2 separate regions of the Mus musculus genome follow, and region 1 is linked to region 2. Evidence: chromatin contacts called from public HiChIP or PLAC-seq data. All regions are on one chromosome and are shown on one strand. Each heading gives the region's core, a stretch centred on a gene start, on an enhancer-like site or on the middle of the called end of the contact. The rest is flanking DNA. Distances are from core to core; before and after follow the strand shown.

Region 1 (6,141 bases), core at 2,086-4,585, 1.1 Mb before region 2:
CTGGAGGGCACACTTTGGAGGCACAGCGCAAACCAACAGGTCTTTAAATTTTCCTGTTGACTTACACTATACAGTCTGAGGTGGTTTTGGTTTGTTTGGTTTTCCTTTTTGGTGCTGGAACATTGTGGGACTAAGTTGCCCTCTGGATGAAGACAGCTCTGTGAGCAATTAAAACAGCAGATAAATGTCTGAAGGCAAACAAAACCAATACCAGAATCTAACTGCTCTGCTGTGTGTGTGTGTGTGTGTGTGTGTGTGTGAGAGAGAGAGAGAGAGAGAGAGAGAGAGAGAGAGGAGAGAGAGTCATGTAACCCAGGCTGTTATGACAGGAATGGTAGAAAATGTAAGAGCCAAATTCAACCTGTAAGCCTACCTGCACAAGGACCAGGTAATTTCCTGGAATTGTGGTAGTTGTAGTTCTTAGAAAATATCAAAGCCACATGGGAAATACAGTGGCCATTGATTTTGTCCTTAAAAAGTTCCTACAACTTGTGTCTTGTCACCACTCACTATAATTCCAGAGAATGGACCTGACCAGAGTCCATCCTGGTCAGTATTTAATTAAAGCTTGCTTCAAATTTGGCTCAACATTGCGGAACTGGTTTTCTCTTGTGAATCTGAGCATTAACCAAATGAAGATACTTACCAAGAAGTGGTGGCACATGCTTTTAATCCCAGCACTCGGGAGGCAGAGGCAGGTGAATCTCTGAGATCAAGGCCAGCCTTGTCTACAGAGCAAGTTCTAAACTGTCCAGGGCTACACAGAGAAACCCTATCTAGAAAACCTAAGACACAAAAACAAGCAAGCAAATAAACAAAAGAAATGAAGATACTCTCAAGAGACACTTAATTCTCAGTCTGACTATTGAACTGAAATACAAAGAAATGGGGTTTTCCCCCAAATCTCATGACTTGGGGATGGAGCACTGGATCTCCTTGTCTTTTTCCCAACAAAGCCACATTGAATAAATTCCCTATTCATCTAACACTTTTAATTGGTTTATTGAGGAGGGTGGCCAAACTTGTCTTGGAGCACAGGTTGTGATCCCCAAGTTTGATAACAGCCAAAAACCCAATACACAAGGCAGAATATCCTTGAACTTCTGATCTATCTTCTGCTTCTTTTGGGGGCAGGGATTATAGACATGTGCTACAGGCTGGTTTATAATGTCCTAAGGATGAAACCCAGGACTTTATGTATGTTAAGTGTGGCCATCCCCAGCCCTATTTGCCGTTTTGAATCTTAATTTGTGTGATCAGGAAATTCCTGAAAAGAAGCTGTGTCTACAAAGGCTGATTTTTGTCAAAGACTTCAATGAGTGGGGTATTTCAAATGTTGCCAGGTTTGGAGCCTAATTACAGTTTCTCCTTTCCCTCCCCTGAGTTAGACCTGATACCCTAATAAACAGATAAAAACCTTTAGAATGTGTTAACTTAACAAACCCTATTTATCATCAATAAGGTGGCACCAAGAATGCTCTCAGATAGCATCTGAGGGACAGAGTTGAGATTCCTCCACCTGCTGTAACTGTTAATGTTTCCACCAGTGTATTTTAAATTTTCCTTGAATTATAACTTTCTTTGTTCTGTTACCATAACAGCTCCACAAAACTGCTTCCACGATGGAACATGGAACCCGAATTTAAATTCCCAAGCCATGATCACTCACATTTTTGGCTCCAGAATAAACTATTTTATATTCCCTTTGATTTGAGATCTATGTGTTTTTGTATCAACAGTTTCCTAACATGGGTGCCACAAACCAAGATCCTGAGTAAAATACAGATGGCTCTGGCCTGACAATGGCTTGGTTTATCAGTTGTTTTTTTTTTTTTTTTTTTTTTTTGCTTTGTTTTGTTTTTTAACTTTACAATGCTGAGAAAGTGATATGTACTCTAGGAACTGTGCTTGGATTTCAGTTTGTGTGTGTGTGTGCGCATGTGCGTGTGTATATGTGTGTGTGCATGTGTGTGTGCCTGTGCACACATATATGAGCTCATGCATGTAGAGGTCAGAAGGCAACCTCACTGTCATATAATCTGAAGCTGGCTCACCGAGAAGGCTAGAGTGGCTGGTGGCTGGTCAACAAACCCCAGCAATTGTCTATCTGCTTTTTCAGCACAGAAATGACAAGCATGGGCCACCATGCTTTTTTACATAGGTGCTCGAAATGAATGATGGTCTTCCTGCTTCTAAGGCAAGACAAAACCAGTCCCTAAAACAAAGAGAAGGTTCCAGAAAATCTGCTTCTTGTAGAATTTCCAGTAACCTCCAAAACATACCCCAGAGTTCAGAGGCTACAAGAACAGGCAGTTTGACTTACTACCTTCCCTGCAATTTTCAAAAGCATTTTATCCAGAAAAACAGTTTGTGGGTCTGGAGAAACCATTGCTCCTCATCCCCACTCTCTCAGTCTCTGTGCTCAGACTCTGGACTGTGCATTCTCCTGGACACTCAGGTGCTGCACCACAGGATTTAGAGGCACCACCTCCCAGACCAATTGAAGTAGGTTCTTGCCATCACGTTGATCTGAGTTTTCATTCTGTTTTTCTTCATTTATTTAATTTGTACTCTTTACTGACTGAGCCATTTTCCCAGCCCCAGCCTTTCAATGCTTTTCTGACTTGTATATTTTCAACTTAAATTGACTTTAAAGAGCCACTGTGAGTGGAGGACATCTGCATTCTGAAAGTGTGTTCTTGAAGCCACATGTTTCTTTTCCTGACAGGCATCCAAGCCACTGCCTGTATTGTGAGCTACTGTTGGAAGGGGAGAGTGAGGACCCAGGTCATCACACTTGGCCCTTTCAGGTTACACGGTCTGTTTGTCCTGCTAAAGCAGTAGCTTTCAACCTTCCTAATGGTGTGAGCCTTCAATACAGTTCCTCATCTCATGGTGACCCCCTGCAACCATAAAATTAATCCATTGTTACTTCACAACTATAATTTTGCTACTGTTATGAATCATAATGTAAATATCTGATATACAGAATATTCGTTTGAGCCCCACAAAGGGGTTTCCACCCCAGTCTGACCATCTGATTCCAGGCCTTCTGTGTTAGACTCTGGGACTGCTCAGGTCTCAGCACATCTGTGAAATAAGTATTAACAGCTGCCTGCTGAGTCCCGGTGAGAAGTAAGTGTGTCATTGTCTCTTCCTCTCCATGCTCTGCTGATTCTTTTTCAGTTCTGAGGAGAGATAGGGCCTGGGAGGTTCAGGCTTTTGAGGAGAGTACCCTGTTGTGAATAAGCTCCATCTCTGGGGTGAGTGGTCTTAGCATTTGTTTCCTGGCTATGATTCCTTGTTCTGAGTACCTGTGACCCGGTCATGCACTTGACTGGACATTTCCACTTTGGCTGAATTAGGATGCACATGTTCATCTTGAGAGAGAGTGCAACATTTACTGTTTTATTTCCTCACCTGCCCAGAAGGGCTGGCTGGCCACTCACTGAAAATAGATGTAACTAGAGTTTGTTGGCACAGCTGCTATATTTAGCCTAAGAATTTTATAAAATGTGCAACAGAGCCCACACTCTCCCCGCCCTGCAAAAGACCCACCAGAAACAGACAAGCTTTTCTCACCCTTGCAAGATCTTAAGTTGTTTTGTTTGAGGTTTCTCATTTCCTGACACACTGAGGAAGTTTGACCCAACATTGCTTTCTTTTTTTTTCTTTTTAATATATTTTATTGGAAAGAGAGAAGGTCATGTTGTTGTCACTAAGCAACATGAATGGGGAAGCATGCCCAGGACAGCTTACTGAATAAACAATCTCATGGTGCAGATAAGAACTGAGATCTTGCCCTTTTTTCTGTGTCTTCAGAAGCCAGGCTGGAACGCCAGCCTAGTGTCTGAATGTGTTCCATGTAGCACCATCTGTGCCCTGAACCTTGACCTTAACAAGTAGGGAGGAGAATACTGGCAAGGCAGCTGCCTGATGAGAATACTGGCAAGACAGCTGCCTGATGAGACTGGTCAGTGATGAGAATGGCTGGTGCCATTTTTACAAGTGAGTCACCCATAGTGTGCCTGGAATCTCTACTTCATATACATACTCTGGGATTTTGTTCTTTGGCCCAATTTAAAAGGCTACCTGAAGACTTTATGCTTGCAATTTAAAATATTGTCTGGATGTTTTCCAGCATAAGTGGTTTAAAGACAGAGAGCTATATTTGTGGGTCTATTTTGTTTTTTGTTTTTTTAATTTAACATATGAAAAAAGAAAGGGTTGGCCTATTGATTGTCATCACACTGAACAAGCTCCAAGGCTGGTCTGGAATTCATAGTTGATATGCAAAATCTAGAGAGCCCAAGTCAATACTTTTGAACGACTAAGTTTTTCCTCCAGAAAGAACAATAAACTTGAATGTAAGAAATAAAGCACTAAGGATGTGGCTTAGTTGGTAAAATCTTTTTCTCATGTACAGGAAGTCCAGAGAGTTGCAGCTTAATCCTATCATATCAGCTCTCAGGAGGTAGAGGAAGGAGGATAAGAATTTCATTCTCTTGCAACATATGGCACTTGAGGTCAGCTTGGTTCACATGAGACACTTCCATCTTACCCGGTGTCCACCCAAAAAGAGAACAACAAAGACTTTCATACACAATATTCAACTCATTGAGTGGTCATTTTATACTATCTATACTATACTATAAAGAGAGAAATAAGATCTGAGTACTTATATGGCTCTTGGGGACAGGACTTCTCTGCTTCAGTAATTTAATTTATTTTTTAATTCATACATTCTAGCAATAGACATTTATTTAGCACACTCCAAGTACCAGGTTCTAGGTTAGATGATGAAAATACATGATTCTGAGTAGGTTCATTTGTTCCAGAGGCTTTAAAAGCAGGGGTGAGATGATTTTAACCAGACACACAACATTAAGTTAGTGTGTAGGACGTAATGGTTTCTAGTGCTGTTCTGGGATAAAGTGCTAATTCAGGACTGCATCTGGAGAAGGTAGCAGGAACTGTTTCTTATCAAAAGACATTGTCATATGAGTAGCATGGAGAGGGAAGGATACTTCAGGATAAGAGTTCAACATACACAAGTACACAAGTGGTCAATAAGAACTGATCTGCTGCCCATGGAATAATAGTCAGGCTGGTGAGAGAGCTTGGTTAATAAAGAAATTCCCTTGCAATCATTAGGACCTCAGTGTAATTCCCAGAACTCACATAATAAAGCCAGGTGTGGTGGCAGAGCTCTTAATTCCAGCATTAGAGAGGTGGATCCCTGGGGCTCGTTGACTAGCTAGTCTTTCCTCCTTTGTGAGCTACAAACCTGTGAGAGACACTGTTTCAAAAACAATAAACAAGAATGACAACTCAAAAAACCAAAAACCAAACCCAAAACTCAAAAACAAACAAATTCTAAATGGACTGTGCTTGAGGAACAAGATTGTACTGGAGCCTCCTCATGCTTGCAAACACACTTACATGCACACCAGCACACATATGCAGACACAAACATACATGCATAGACAAAAGATGAAGGAAATATCATTTGCAGGAAAATGGTTGTAGGCAGAGATGTAGTGAGCACAATAATCCAGAATCAGAAAGGCAAGAATCATGTTTCCTCTTGCACATGGACTCTGTGGAGAAAAAGGCACAAAAGTGGAGGAGCAAGTAGAGAAAGGAAGGGGATGGAGGGAAAGGGATGCTAAGAAACGGCTACAGGTGGATATGATCAAAGTACATCATATCCATGAATGAAAATGTCACAACTAATGTACATGAATAAACAGAAAATTATCATGCACACTGTAAACAATGTTTCAATTACTAATTAATACATTTTGGTATAAGTAATTCCAGAATACCTAAAGTGGTTGATGACTTATTTTGCATTAAAATTAGTAATTTGTAGGTATGTTAATGAATTTTATAATTTAAAATGCTAGCCATATTAATTGTCAAATTAAATGTAATCTGCAATACAATTACAGAGATAGTGGTCTATTTGTACACTCAGTTTGCAAGTGAGAGAGGTGGGGCAGAGGGACTGCTGGATGCACTCTCCTTTGGGAAGCTCATGGGAAGAAAGTCACACTATGTGTTTGTAGTGATTGTTGAGGGAGGACAACAGAGTGTGGAGAAATGTGCACTGCCTCTGGAATCTTCCACCTTGGGATG
Region 2 (5,515 bases), core at 2,943-5,442:
TTACCTTTTTGTTTTGTTTTGGTTTTCAAACTAAGTGTCTCACTACATAGTCCCAGAGATCCCCCTGTCTCTGCCTCCTCAATGCTGGGATTACAAGTATATAGCTCCACACACAGCTTTGTAGATGGCTTCTGGGGATTGACCCCAGAGTCTCAGGTGTACAACCAAGTGTTCTGCCAGGGAGCCAACTCTGGTCCTCAGGTTAATGGATGGTTTTTACACACCATAGATCATTTGGAAAAAACACCATGCATCATTTTATTTGCTGTAATGAAAGATGTTATAGGCAAATTGGTATTATAACCAGCCTCCAGAGAGAAAGCTACTTCAAAATACCAGTCTGTGACAGCCCTTCTGAAAACACTGTTTTTCCTCAACAACTTTTGTGCTATTTGTAAATTTTCCTTTTCAATTAAACTAGATAATTTCTCCAAGGACTTGAGGAGTCTGAGAGTGATTAAATTACTGTTATTCTTTTGAAGACTCTACAACTCGGAACACTAACCCGGTGGGTGTTTCTCCCACTTACTGTGGATTCCTGAGGTTTTGCTATCTTCTTGCTCTCTTTTAAAAGACACGATGGCTAGGCTGCCCAACTGTAAACATTCTTTTAATCAGTTCCAAGGTTGGGATGCAAAGCAGGGTTCCCTGGAAGTACAGGCCAAGGAAGGAAAAAGGAGGGAGAAGGGGAGACTTGAGGCCAGCCCAGCATTGCTGCTGCACAGAACAACTTGGTGCCATGAGCTTTCCATGGGCTGTGGATAGGTTTCTGAGAGCTGTAGGGCAGGGACTGAGACTGGCCATTGTTCAAAATCTTTTAGAACAACCTCATTCAAAGTGTTTGCCCCCCGTAAGGTCTGCCCTTATTTGTAGGTATTTTGGGAGTGCTGGTAATACATAAAGTTGATCACTATTCATGAGTAACTTGCTTTTCTTTGTTTCCCAACTGACTATGCATTTATAAAGAGCCACGTTAACTATTGCTGCTGTTTACTTATTGAGATTTAATGACTAACATAAACAAGCATGTGTCTGTGTGATGTGACTGGCATGAAATCAGGTCTCCGGGAGCTCCAACTAATGGCCTCACAGGTCTGAACAGAGTCAGGAGTGGGTGTTCATGGGAGTGAAGATTCTAATATAATTGGCCCTGCACATTGTATATACTTTACATAGGAGCAAGTGATCTTGAGTTGTTCTGAAAAAAAAAAAAAGAAGAAGAATATGACTATATAGTAGTAAAAAATATTTTTGTGGGGGTACGTAAAACACTTCTGTATACACTATACCCTCTCTATATATCCTATGTACCTATAGGGTTGAGGGCATGTAGTACAGTAGTTGAATACATTCTTAGGACATGAGGCCTTGGATTTGATCCCAGTAACCCTCCAGAGAGAGAGAAAAATGCACAAGACAGAACAGACAAGGCTGACAGACAGACAGACAGACAGACACAGAGGGAGGGAGGGAGAGAAGGAGAGAGGGAGGGAGGGAGGGAGGGAGGGAGGGAGAGAGAGAGAGAGAGAGAGAGAGAGAAGACAGACACACAGAGACAGATACAGAAAGAAGACAGACAGATAGAAATACACATATATAGACAGACAGACAATGAGCATAAGAGCATTCATACACTCTTACTGGTATCAACGGAGACAATCAATGAAGAAGACTGCCTCGTGGAAAGGCACTGGAAGAAGAGCTAGCCAGTTCCTGGAGAGCATACAGGATCTATCATCTCTTAAACTGAAGCCAGTTTTGGGGTCTGTGGTGGCTCTAATATGAATAATCTATGATGCAGAGACCAAGAGATCTGGGACAGTGCTTATTAGAAGGCTGATGCCTAACCTCTGCAATCCAGACTTCCATCATTCAGCAACACAACAGCAACCAACTAAAGCTGGAAGCTCCTCTCATCTAGGCTGGAAAGTGTGAAAGGCTTATGTGTTAAAAACTTACCCCAAGTTCAATGTGGGTGGAAGCCTGTTCACTTGAAGGTGGTGGCAGAGGAATCCCAGATCACTGGGCGTAACGCTGTAAAGGCAAATAGGGCTCTGCAGCAAATAACTCTTGCCTTTACCATGTGTGGAGCAGTTCTGCTCTGCCACACACTTCCCACTGGGCTGTGCATTTTGCCATGATAGCCATTCTGCCACAGACCTGAAAGCAATGGAAGTAAACCCATCTTCTCGCTTTATAAGTTGATTTTTCCTTGGTAACTAACAGTAATGGAAAACTATCTTGGAAAACTACCTCACACACTGTTTTAGCTCCCCCACGCTGAGATTTACATTTACTGCACACCTGCATCCCCCTACCTGTTCCACAGCTGCCTGATCATTGATATTATTGTCAGTACAGGGTACTGACAGTGATTATGAAGAACAGGTAATACCCTAAGGGAATATAGGCAATGGGAACATACTGGGTAGCCAGAAACATTTAATTTCATTATGAAAAACATTCCCTTCCTTTGAGAACACCGGAAACACTTTGTGGTTGGGTTGTTTTCCTGTTTGGTGTTGTACAAAGACTGATATCAAGTGTCTCACAGCACTTGTTCACAGGAGTGATAACCCAGGATGTAGAGCACTGAACTAGCAGATGTTCAAGTTGCTCAAGCCATTGCCAACACTCTAGTGTTGGGTGGCCCAAGAAATGACCTGGGGCTGAAATAGTTCACCACTTCTTCACTTCATCAGACCCTTTCTCCAGTTGGTCCCAATGGCTTCTAGGATGACAGATGTTACTGTGTGTTGCTCTCCTGCTTTACAATAGGAGGTGTCAGTGGGCAGGGAGAGAGTTCAGTTACAAGGAGTCCCACACCCGGAAGTCACTTCAGAAGACTTCTATCTCAGCAACCTTCCCAACTCAGGACTGCTTCCTCAATCTCCTTATAAAACACACACGCATGTCCATACCCATGCACACACACATACACACACACATGTGAATGCACACAAGCATATACACATACACACACACGCAAATATGCACATGCATGTACACAAGTGAGTGCACACACATACATGCAGTCACATTCAGGCATAAACACACATACGCACACACATGCATGCATTCACACACATACAGATGCACACACATGCATGCTCACATACATGTGAATGCACACAAGCACATACACATGCACACATACACACATAAGCGAGTGCAGACACACTCAGGCATGAACACACATACTCAGGCACATCCACAAGCATAATCAAAACCCAAACCTACCAAACAAATAGAACAAAAAACGCCATTAAGGCAGACAGCTGTGCATGTAACTATCCTGGCAGAAATGAGGATATTCTAAAGAGACACTTGTGTCTCTCAATCTGACTATCAGATTGTTGAAACAATAGATCCCAAAGAAATGGGCATATCTCCAGGAATCGCTTGCTGGGAGAAGGAAAAGGCAGTGGCCAGAGGGGAACTTTTCTTCTGAAAGCAATTTCACAGGCTTCTAGCAACTTGTCAGACCACCTTACAGATAAAGCCCAGACAGTATGGGTGAGACCACCTTGACTGGGGCTGGCTGCTTAGACATTCGTATCCTTGTACCTCTTTTTAAGCTTTAATCTTGATTCAAGACCCCAAAAGACTTAGGGGATTCACTGGATGCTGCTGTCCTTCTTCCCAAAGTGACCATGCTGAATGCATGCCCCTTTCCTGCTTTCCATTTTAACTTGGCTCTTTTAATTCGTCTATTGAGGATAGTGGATAGGCATGACTTGAGACACAGGCTGTGACCCCTAAATTTGATAACATCCAGATGAACAAGAGTTGAGGCTGTCCTCTGGCCTCTACATGCAGATTCATGCACATTTACACACACGCGCGCGCACACACACACACACACACACACACACACGCACACTAGTGTAAGAACAGGAAGAATTATGGTTCATAGGAACATTTGAAAACTAAGACTAATTTAGCTGTTGGAAAATAGTATTCCCAATAGTTATTAAGCTTGATGTTTAAATAGCAATAAATTTAATCCTCTTCAGCCAGAATTTAAAAATTCCTAGTGAGAACCCAACAGCTCTAACCGACAGATGCCGAGGTCAAGCCACGCAGCTCCTCCCAGACAACACAAACCCATTACGGTGCTCAGGCACATCGCTGGGCTGTGGGAAAGAGCCTGTGCCTTGAAACTTAACCACAGACTGCCGGTTTGCTTCCTGAGGGCTTTTACTTTCTTTTCAGACAGATGGCCCAAAGTGGAGATGAAAGAAGCTGTTCTGATCTATTGTGTAGGTACAGAATGTTATCTTTGTTTTGTTTAAGCATCACCCTGCTTATAGTTAAATAACCAGGAGGAAATTCTCGGATTCAGCTTGGAAGCCAGAGCCCACGGAGACAGTGTTTGATGAATTTCTTAGTACATTAGCGTAAATGTAAGACTATAAATACAGACGATACTAGGAATGCTCTGAGTGAGAGCGGGGTATTTTGTAAAAATACTGCCTACTAACAAACTCAGCTATAGTTAGGAAGATGTGGCCACGTGTAAATTTCCACGCCATACCTCACGGTTTCCCCAAGGCACGGAGCATATCTTCTTGACACAGTTTAACGATAAAAACTCAGAACACAGGAAGCGCACTTAGTGTCCAGATTCGGAGGTACTCAAGCACGGAGCACGCTGCTCTGGTGTACGTTATAATCCCACGTCACATTGTTAAAATAATAAGGCTTAAAGTAGAGCTTCTCCCTACATACAGGACTGGGAATAAAGACCGATATTTTTTAGAGGTAGCATTTGAATGCATTATTTCACAGGCCTCTCCTGGGTTGGCTTCATACCAGTAAATGATGTCTCATCAGCCCAAATAATTTGAAGGATGGTTCATGAATTTGGTTTATGAATACTGACATATTTCAACCCACAAATCAGGATGTAACACTGCATCAAAATGGACCTAAATGAGGAGGAAAGGGGGTTGCTGCCAACAGGAGGATCCAGACGAACGAACAAAGACACTTAATTTAATAACGAAGCACTGCACTCCACCTCGACCACGGTTATTACAATAAATGCATATTCAGATGCTTCCCGAGATGTCTCCCTTCTCTTTCAGTCCAAAACAATGCCTCTCTAATCCAATACAATTCTCTCCGCTCTGCCTCTCAGCAACCGGCTTTCCCAATTTCTAATCAAAGCTGTTGATAACTGGCTCTGGCAACAGAGTGTAAAATCCCAAATGAGTCATTAAAGCTATAAGTGTGCTCCCTCTCAGAACTCGAGGTGTGCCTCATAGACCATCACATTCAGACTCAACAAGGCTCTCCTGGGTTTTCATTTGTTTGGGATCTTCTCTAGCTAATGAAGGACGGCCTGGCTTTTCTGTTGTCTTTTTAAACAGCCGGCTCCATGCAGACAATGCAAAGGTCAGGAGGGCTGAATAACTCCCATACCCGAGTCCACAACCCTTGATGGAGCTCAAGACAAAGAAGCTGGAACCTAGTGATGTTTTCTGACTACAGCAGACAGAAGAAAGTAGCT

Evidence for each region. HiChIP or PLAC-seq counts read pairs in DNA pulled down with a chosen protein or histone mark.
Region 1: a contact with region 2 is called in an H3K27ac HiChIP or PLAC-seq map of regulatory T cells, with 7 times the contacts expected there. The contact joins two enhancer-like sites. A contact is called at or near these places in 1 of 15 datasets of contacts at CTCF or cohesin (large pre-B cells), 1 of 484 Hi-C or Micro-C datasets (bone marrow-derived macrophages) and 3 of 115 datasets of contacts at active chromatin or transcription factors (embryonic stem cells and regulatory T cells).

Annotation. Positions count from the first base shown.
Region 1 is chr8:128,592,670-128,598,810 of GRCm38.p6, reverse strand. No RefSeq gene overlaps it. Among named protein-coding and RNA genes, the nearest start is that of Gm26002, 55 kb to the left of the region's middle. Within about 2 kb of position 3,335, at least 56 of the 459 cell types and tissues checked have an H3K27ac peak or open chromatin away from gene starts, as enhancers often do. A contact at or near this core is called in regulatory T cells, where this site is marked.
Region 2 is chr8:127,499,033-127,504,547 of GRCm38.p6, reverse strand. The region is part of intron 22 of Pard3 (par-3 family cell polarity regulator); the gene reads right to left. It overlaps Gm51558 (a long non-coding RNA gene), which reads right to left. Exons shown (of 2, transcript XR_003947492.1): 2 at 17-5,515. Among named protein-coding and RNA genes, the nearest start is that of Gm51558, 27 kb to the right of the region's middle. Within about 2 kb of position 4,192, at least 83 of the 459 cell types and tissues checked have an H3K27ac peak or open chromatin away from gene starts, as enhancers often do. A contact at or near this core is called in regulatory T cells, where this site is marked.